Regions from separate parts of the Anas platyrhynchos genome. Here region 1 is linked to region 2. Evidence: chromatin contacts called from public Hi-C data. All regions are on one chromosome and are shown on one strand. Each heading gives the region's core, a stretch centred on a gene start, on an enhancer-like site or on the middle of the called end of the contact. The rest is flanking DNA. Distances are from core to core; before and after follow the strand shown.

What was found. A called contact is a pair of places that touch in the nucleus more often than the background predicts.
Region 1: a Hi-C map of F1 follicle shows a contact between it and region 2, with 4 times the contacts expected there. The contact joins the enhancer-like site here to the promoter of DYNC2I1 in region 2. A contact is called at or near these places in 6 of 8 Hi-C or Micro-C datasets (F1 follicle, F5 follicle, liver and 2 more).

The regions. Positions count from the first base shown.
Region 1 is chr2:149,521,999-149,526,744 of IASCAAS_PekinDuck_T2T, reverse strand. It overlaps ESYT2 (extended synaptotagmin 2), which reads right to left. Exons shown (of 24, transcript XM_027450445.3): 8 at 2,215-2,335; 9 at 1,459-1,635; 10 at 974-1,056. Among named protein-coding and RNA genes, the nearest start is that of NCAPG2, 34 kb to the left of the region's middle. Within about 2 kb of position 2,869, at least 4 of the 8 cell types and tissues checked have an H3K27ac peak or open chromatin away from gene starts, as enhancers often do. A contact at or near this core is called in F1 follicle, F5 follicle and subcutaneous adipose tissue, where this site is marked.
Region 2 is chr2:149,459,211-149,463,698 of IASCAAS_PekinDuck_T2T, reverse strand. It overlaps DYNC2I1 (dynein 2 intermediate chain 1), which reads left to right and starts at 1,345. Exons shown (of 24, transcript XM_027450450.3): 1 at 1,345-1,653; 2 at 3,724-3,777. The coding sequence starts at 1,639.

The sequences.
Region 1 (4,746 bases), core at 1,620-4,119, 62 kb before region 2:
CAAATTCATGCTTTAGAATTGTCTGACAGAGCACTAGTTTGCACAAACCAAAAGTGTACCAGGGAATCTGCTAAAAATTAAATACTGGAGACAAATGCATGCTGGTGTATGAACATTTGTCTTGCCTTTGTTTTACTAGTACTAGTATACATATTATGATCAAGTTGCCACTCTTCCCCCCCACCACTTCAATGTAAGATTAGGGAAGTGCAAAGAAAAGAAGCCTTAGTACTACCTACTTCTTTATTTAAATGAGAAGAGAAGTAGGTACTGTTGCTCCTGTTAAGAGAGAAGGAGCTGGAAAGATAAGGGAGTTCTACTCTGTATGGAAAGCAACAATGGGAAGCTCCAAACTCTGCAAGAAATAAAGGTGACAAATTACTGGTGAAAGAAGCTGACTAAAACCCTGAAATGCTTATGGGTAAACACTAAAGGTAGGCCTATGGAATCTAAGAGTGAGTAATGTTTGCGAAAGCATTATAGCAATACTTTTTCTTTAACCAGATTGCTAAGATCACCTCGTAGAGGAAAAATAAACTGAGCTAACCAGTTAAAAAAAATACTCTCATGAGGAAAATACACATTTATAATTATTTCTTCAGATGAAGTTAATGTATCTTTAAGATTCAATGCCAGCTTAAGAATATTAAAGCAGGTACAGTGCAATTCATAAAAAATTAAAACACCCTTTTCTGGGTATCCACAACACTTACCTTATTTTTTTTTAATGAATATGAAAACATACATGTGTATAAATACATACAGCACATCTTAATACAAATTTGTTTTCACACATGTAGAGTCCAAGGAATTAGGAAACTACTTAATAGCAAAATTTGAAAAGTAATTTATAAATGCAGTAACACAGCAGAAATACAAGTGTAATAAAATAAAATAAAATTAAATTAAAAAGTTACATCAAAATATTTAATCTCTTTTCACTATCTACACACATTTTCTCCGTAACATTTACCTTCCAAGGAAGTCATCTTTATCTGGGTCTTCATCAAACAGCTCAATCTCTAGCTCCTGTCCTGGATGTTCATATACTAAGGCCTGGAAGTAGAGTAAGACAGCATTGTCTATGGTAAAACTGACTGGCTTTGTCAAATGGCACAGTAACAATAAAACACTGAAACAGCAGTGTCTTTGTGTATTAACACATATCAACAAGCAAAAACATGTGATTTTATGAGTTGAGCAAGCATAAGAGCTTTTCAGTTTTTTTTTTTTTTCTGTTCATGTCGGTATTAAGAGACAACTTTTCAGAATTACTGTTGCTAAGTCTAAACAAAGTCACATACATCAATGGAGAATTGCTGTTTGTTACAGACCTTTGGACCTCCAGAGGGAAATATCAAAAAGTTACTAAAGAAAATACTCTGGAGACTTTCTTGAGGAAAATAAATTCTAGATGACCACACTACAAAATGCAAAACACGTTTCTATTGATTATACCTCATAAACTTCATTCCATTTTGGATTGAGATTTTCTTTGATGACCTTGCTTTGGAAAATCTGGTTGCCTACACGGATGATTCCATAAGGATCTGACTTTCCTTTAACAATCCCTTTTAGGTAGGTATCTTTACCCTCCAGGTCCTGAGCTTCAATAAAGTGTATCCTTAGAACACCCTGAAAAAGGAAAGAATGAGTTTATGTAGTAATCTGAAAGTTTCCACGCCATGACAGTTCATGTAATATATGTTTTATAATTTCCACTGCAGTTTCCTTAAGATGAAACTTGGTTTTGACACACAGTGGATCAAGAGATATCACACAAAACACCCAAGACTCAGAGAAATTTTTGAAGAAAAAATAGTCATCAGTAATCAGAAACATACTAGTTATATCAAGAAATGCCATGCTACTGGAACAAAGTAGCACTAAGTAGTAACAACTTTCAAGTAAACAGCATGTTTTGCAGTAATAATATAAAACATGTTACATAATTTTTAATACACACAGTTGAACTATGCTTTACAGGTAATATGTGAAAGATTATAACAAAACAAAAAAAGTCCTTCTCAGTGTTATTATCAAACTCCATAAAATTATTTATAAATGGGGTTATTTAAAGCGAACAGTTTCATCGTAACCTCTACTACTGCAATAGCTATATTTAGAAATTCATACAGATGTGCATACCTCAGACAATTACTACAACAACAAAATTAAATGCCAAACTTTTACTATTAACAGAAACACACATACCTTTGGTATAGGAAACCGCAACTGAGCAATCTGCACTTCACTGACAAGGGGAACAGTAATTCTATTTGGGAGGACCAGGTAGTTGGATATTATATCCAATATTATTGTATCCGATAAGCCACTGTTAGAGAAAACAATACTCAGTTACTTCACGGGAAATAAACACATTATGTCACACTAACATACTGAGGCAGCTCAAGCATGAAACTTTATGGAAAACCATATTAACACTTGAGATCCCTTTTTCTAAAACATAAAAAACACACTGAAATAAGTCTAAGTATTAATGCAGAGTTTCCAATTACTTTTAGAAGCTAAGAGTATTTATTGCCACTTTTAGAATAAGGTAAACATGTGTTGAGGGAAAACAATGCAGAACAGAAAACAAATGTCTACATTCTCATAGCACTGCAATTTGTTAACAGCTACCACTTACATCTTTTGCTGCTTAACACCTAAACGGACAAACATTTGCCCTTCTTCAGGGGTGTAGAAACCAAATCTATTCCTAAAAACTTTTTTTGATTTTTTAAATACAGGATTCTTGCCAAAATGGCCACCAGGTGGAAGCAGCTGATATGTGAATAACATAAACCAAGGACGGGAATATAAAAGTTCTCCCAAGTTCCCCCTCGCCTTTTCAAAGCCACCCAGGGTAAAGGGCTATTGCATAAGTCTTCTTGCCTGCATTGCATATAACCAAGCAGATGTTAACTGTTAACCTACTTTTATATTTCAGTAATGACTTAACTGTCCCTGAAAGTTTGGCTAACTGCTGCTGTATTGTTATGAAGCAAGCTGTCCTCTGGAGCTAGAAGAACTGTCATTTAAACAGAAACACAAAGGAAGCATGCTCTGTGGACGAGTAAAATATAGCCTAGGGAAGTAAAACAGGTTTTGTGCTCGTAAAAAGGGAGTGGCGGTACAATCATAGTGGTAATGAATCACTAAATAACCCAACCTCCTAACATTTCCTAAGCTAAGGGTTCACCCAGTTTGGGTCTGAACTGAGAACAGATCAGGACGCTGTCAGACAAACACCCCTGGTTAGCTGCACTGCCTACACTGGCAGAAGACAGGAGTGGAATAATTCACTGAAGATGAGGATCCAGGGAGAGGTTGGCAGTATCTAGAAAGGCTCAGAGAGAAAATGATGAAAAGTACTCGAGGTGTTCTGAACTGCAGGTGCACTCTTGCTAAAGCTGGTGAAAACATTCCAGGGATAAATGAGTTCTCCACCTAAGTACACTTCCTTTAAGATTCTCCTTTTACAGTCTTTATGAAATTCAGATGCAGATAATATGTTTGATTACTGCATGCATTTTTTCAGATTAAGCACTTGTAAGTAATCACCTTGTGAAGCTTTTCTATGACTGAACCTGCAGCTGAGAGTAGATCTGACTCAAGCAGCTAGCATATTTATACAGTATATATATAATAAATTTACATTACATTATAAGTAATATATGTTACATTTTCATTTAATAAAAACATTATGGTAGAGAAGGGTAACAGAATTAACCCATTAAATACAACCTGGCCCATTTTATATTTTTTTCATGTCAGAGACTTGCAGCCTGTAGAGCCTGCCTCCCCTTGGTGGTCCTTCTTCACCACAAATGTACCCACTAGAATGGGCGAGGACAACTCAGGATTACAGCCTGTGAAGCTGCACTTTTCACTTAACTCATATGCAGCAGCCTGGTCTCTAGTTTATAAGGTTAAACACGCAAGGGAGCTGTCTGCGTGAAATCTCTCTCACTAAAATACTTCACTGAAACTTCTGCAGCAGTGAAGCAGTTCAAACTCCTAAGTGAAAATTTATCTTCGTTAGATGGTTGGTCACAAGCTAAACAAAAGATCTGAGATGTGCTATGCAGAATTTCTACAAAAAAAAAAAAAAAAAAAGATGAAAAAAAGATTCTTGAGCAATTTTTGCCCATAATGAGAGGTTTCAGCCTTCAAACAAAACATAGCAAAGTAAAGGCATAATGGTGTGACAACAACTGGAGCCTGTGATTACAGACTGAACTGTAATGGGTGGAGTATTACCAGTTAACCTCAAATACTTACCATCTTAGCTCTGAGTGCTAAACTGTAACAGAACAGGATTTGCTAGGAATATTACTCAAAAAAAAAAAAAAAAAAAAGGGAAAGAATAGTACAGCCTGAAGGAAAAAGGAAAGAATAGTACAGCCTGAAGGGAAGAAAACTTGCTATTGACCTCAAAATGTAACATTACTGCTGACTGGAAAAAAACAACTCTACTGATGCAACTGCCAGTACCAATGTCTTTTAGAAGAGCCAGTATGTCATTTGGTCAACTCCTATAGACAGTCGCTTTACATTCAGTGAATTGACTATAACAGACTACTTAATTTATTTGCTTACAAATCTTTAGGTTGTATAAAAAGTTGATTTTGGGGGAGGTAGAGGGGAGCAAGAGTTTTCATAAAAAACATTTACTGGTCGCTTAGATCTGTGACACCAGTTTTCTTAAACACATCTACTGTAAAACCATTTGCTAGCTTT
Region 2 (4,488 bases), core at 96-2,595:
TTTTTTTTTCCTCACTAGATTGGTGATAAACTATCATTTATTTTGATAAATGATGGAAAAACAAAGACATGCACAAATTTTAGCTCTGTTGTTCCACAGGTGTTCCTCCAACTTGCGTTCTCATGCAGCAGTTAAGCTTGTTTGATCACTGGCTTTAAGCTTTGAAAAATTCTGCACAGTCCCTCTAGTGGTGCCTTCCCACATCTGTGATTTTTCTTGTCATAGAGCTACTTGACTAGTATACTCTGATAGGGGGAATAAAAAGCTACTGGCAGCCAAAACTGTTATTTTGTTTGTTTGTTTTGGTATCTAACACATATGCACACTCTAAAGAAGTAGCTGGTACATCCAGAATTTGAAAACAAAAAAAAAAAAAAAAAAGGTATTTTGTTCTGTCCAGTCTTTGGTATTGCTATCGCATTTACTAGTTTTATTAATATGTGCTTGCTGTATTTTTACTAATAATAAGTTGAATTAGAGTACTTGTAGGTAGTTTTTGTCCTTCAGCTTCTGTATGGAGGACATCACATGTGCAGAATATGCTTTACTCAGCAGATGCATAGTTCCATGCACTTGTAACACTTCACCACCTTGGCTAAAAAGCTCTTGGAATTAATCCAGGATGATTTGTACACGCATTTCTGCTTTTTCAGGGAAGAAGATATAAAAAATGCTTATGGATTATTATTGCTCTGCCAGACAGCTAAATTATTCATATGAATGTTTATAAATAGTTTAGTATTCATAGACGCTTAGTGCAATATAGCTCTTAAAAGCCATAATGTCTTTTCTTTTTAAATATCATCGTTTTTATCCTAATTGCTTAATTTGCTTTAGTGATACCTGATAAAGGAAAATACTTCATATTCCAGACAGAGAGATAACTTTACAGCCTTTTTAATTTATGTTATGAAGCAAGGAAACATGGATAGGAGAAATCTGCATACAAGGATGTACCGCATTGTATATACTTGCCAAGTGACTATTTAAGGTCAAGAACTCAGGGTTAAATTTTATCTCTGAAGTCTAATGACAACTCCTGTTGAACTTCACGATTGTTTCTCACATGCCAAAATGCCTTTTCTTTTTCCCCTCGGTAAGCAGCTTTCTACAAATGTTAATAGCAAATACTTCAGTAAACTCACTACCCCCCTTTCATGTAGTTACAACTTTATTTTGTCCCACTAAAAAGAAAACAAACAAACAAACTTCAAGCGCCCAGGGGAGTTTTTAGTCAGCCCGTTAAATCGCGCAGCACGTTGACAGGGTACAAATATTGGCCGTGCAAGCAGCGCCCGCCTTCCCCGCAGGCCGTCCCTTACTCCTTGCTGCAGAAAACAACTCCAAAGCTATTTATACGATTATTATCATTTTACATTTGCAGCTCTTTACACGTGCCGCTGCGGTGCCACCGTTTCTCCTCACTCCGAGGCTGAGGGGCGAACCGCCCGCCATTTTACACCGCCCTCCCTTTCCTTTCCCTTTACGCCGTGCGGCCGTAGCACCGCCCGCTCCGGGGCGGGCTCCCCGCTCCCTCCCCGCCCAGCCCACCGCCTCCGGTCGCTAGGCGAGCCCGGACGCCCTCCCGCTGCCGTTTCGTGCCCTCCCGGTGGCGGTGGGACGCGGCTCCCCCCCGCCATGGAGGGCGATAAGGTGAGCGGCCGGCCAGCGGGGCTGCGGGAGCGGCGTGAGGGGACCGCGGTGGGGCCGTCCCGCCTCGCCCCCGTGCCCCTCAGGAGGGCCCGCAGCCTGAGGGGAGGAGGAGGCGGGGGCGGCAGCCGGGATCCTCCGCTGCTGGTCGAGGCCGTTCCTCGTCCGGCTCGGCCCTGGGGGTGAAGGGGTGCAGCCAGCTGGCGGCCTCAGCTCTTCTGCTGCTGCCCTGGGGCTCAAGTCTCCCGGTTTTGTCACCGCAACGATGAAACTGTCACCTACGTGGCATGAGGAAGCCCTTATTCCGTGCATGCCCTGAGGAATAAGGGTTATTCCATTAGAGGAATAACTCTTCTCGTTGGGGTGGCTGCATCAGGCACAGACCTCCCTGCTGAAGGGATCTGGTTGTTGATGAAAACTCCCAAAGCTGTTCCTGATTCAGATCGTAGACGAAAAACCTCAGGTAGCCGCTACTTCTGTAACTGCTGAGGTTTGGTGCTTTAGGGACTCACATAACTTTTGCATGGTGCTGTTGTGTTGTGAAAAGTTCATAGAGCTCCAAAATAAAAGGAAAGAAAAAAAACAAACAAACAAAAAACAACTGCTACATCGTGTTGGTGTGCAATTATGTTACATCTTCCCTTGGAACAGCAATGGTATCGTATCACTTTTTTTGGAAAAATCATGAACATTTTTACAAAAAAAAAAAGTAAACAAATATATAAATCATGGTATAATTTTTAGAAAAGATAATTTAGAAAATCACTTTTATTATTACTACTATTTTCAGTCTGGTTAGTGAATTGTGATGGAATGCTAAACTTTGATCTAATGTTGTTTCAGGTGTTTTAAGACCCCCAAAGATCCAGAGGCATTTGTACAGCCGCACTGTTTGAGAAAGCCTCCTTCTGTTGTTTCTATTCTGTCAAATCAAGGCTCTCACTCATGGTGTTTACCAATTTGAGAGCTCTCAGATAGGTAACTCAAATTGGAAATGAGAGAGAGAAATATTTACATGTGAAGAATAAAGCACTTTTCTCTGGCTTTAAGACTGCAGAAATACATCATACTGCTTTTGTTTCTTTTTCTTTAGAATCATAGTTAAAGAGAATCATACATTCTTAACAATGATAAGAATAACATTTTAAACAGAATGTAAGATTAAGTTCTGAAAAACTCCGGTCTTTCTAGGTTATGAGTGAAGAGCCCCCTCTTGGTGTCTTAAAGAGGTTCTCTGAGGTAGTGAGGATGCTTAGTTTGCTGACTTCATAAGGCTTGATCTTTAGTTTAGGGGACAGATGTTTAAAAGTCAAATTGTTTCATAGAACTTCTTGAGTTCACTAAATTGTGGCACTTAATATCTGCTAATGAGCTCCCTGTGTTCTCAGGTGCATGAATTGAGTTAAACCTCAGTGTGGCTTAAATAACTAATCTTATTTTGGATTTAAATGAGTGTATGGGGACTTTTAAGTTAGTAGCCAGGTGAGCAATTTAGATAAATCCTTTTAAAGTTTGTCCTAAACATTTATTTCTGTATGTACAGCAATTCCTCTGACACTTTTGTACTTACTGACGGAGGGACAGTGCTCTCAAAGGTATTACATTTCTTCAAACTTTAAAAAGGGTCCCTCTCTATTTGTTAGTCTTCTGCAAAAGCAAAGAATGAAGTGGGAAATCATCATATATAAAAAGCATCATATTCTGGTGGTGGTAGTGAGATGAAAATTGTTGACCTCAGAAAAGTGGCAGATGTACCTTTTTGGGCACTGGAAAATCAAGTCTAAATGTTGGCTACATTTTTTTTGTTTTGTTTTAAAATAAATCTCAAACTGCCTTATCTAATATCTACTGACTATGCTCTTTTTAGGCTGTTAGCATCATTAATGTTCTTACTTTGTTTTCTGATATGTACCTAAAAAAATAACAATCATGCATTATATGTTTGGGATTTTATATAGGATACCGTACTACTTACCATATATAGCTTGATCTTTTCCTTTGAAAAAATATTCTTTGTTAAATGATTTTTCACTGCAAATTGATTACTGCCTTCTGCTGTCTTTTCTGTTCTAGAGAAGAACCAAAGAAGATACTTGGAAATCAGAAGAACTTAAGAAACATCTTAGGGTAATTTTATTTTATTTTTATTATTTTTGATGCTAAGTTACCTTACAGAAATCACAGAATCATTAAGGCTGGAAAAGACCTCCAAGATCATCTGGTCCAACCATCACCCTACTACCAATGTCACCCACTAAACCATGTCCCTAAGCACCATGCCCAACCTTTCCTTGATCACCCCCAGGGACTGTGATGCCACCACCTCCCTGGCCAACCCATTTTAATGCCTATCTACTCTTTCTGAGAAGAAATGTCTCCTAATTTCCAACCTAAATCTCCCTTGGCGCAACTGTCATTTATTGACAGTCTAAACAGAGAAGATTAGCAAACATGAAGACTTGTTCCACTAGACACTATGCCTTGTCCATCCTCTTTAATATCTTTATTGATGATTTGGATGAGGGAATTGAGTGTATCCTAAGTAAGTTTGCAGATGACACCAAGTTGGGGATAAGTGTCGATCTGCTGGAGGGTAGAGAGGCCCTGCAGAGGGACCTGGACGGGTTGTGTCAGTGGGCAGAGGCCAATGGAATGAGGTTTAACATGGCTAAGTGCTGGGTCCTGCACTTTGGCCACAACAACACCACACAGTGCTACAGGCTTGGGGCAGAGTGGTTGGAAAGCTGTGCAGAGGGAAAGGATCTGGGGGTGCTGACTGATGCTCGCGTGAACATGAGCTGGCAGGGTGCCCAGGTGGCCAAGAATGGCATCCTGGCT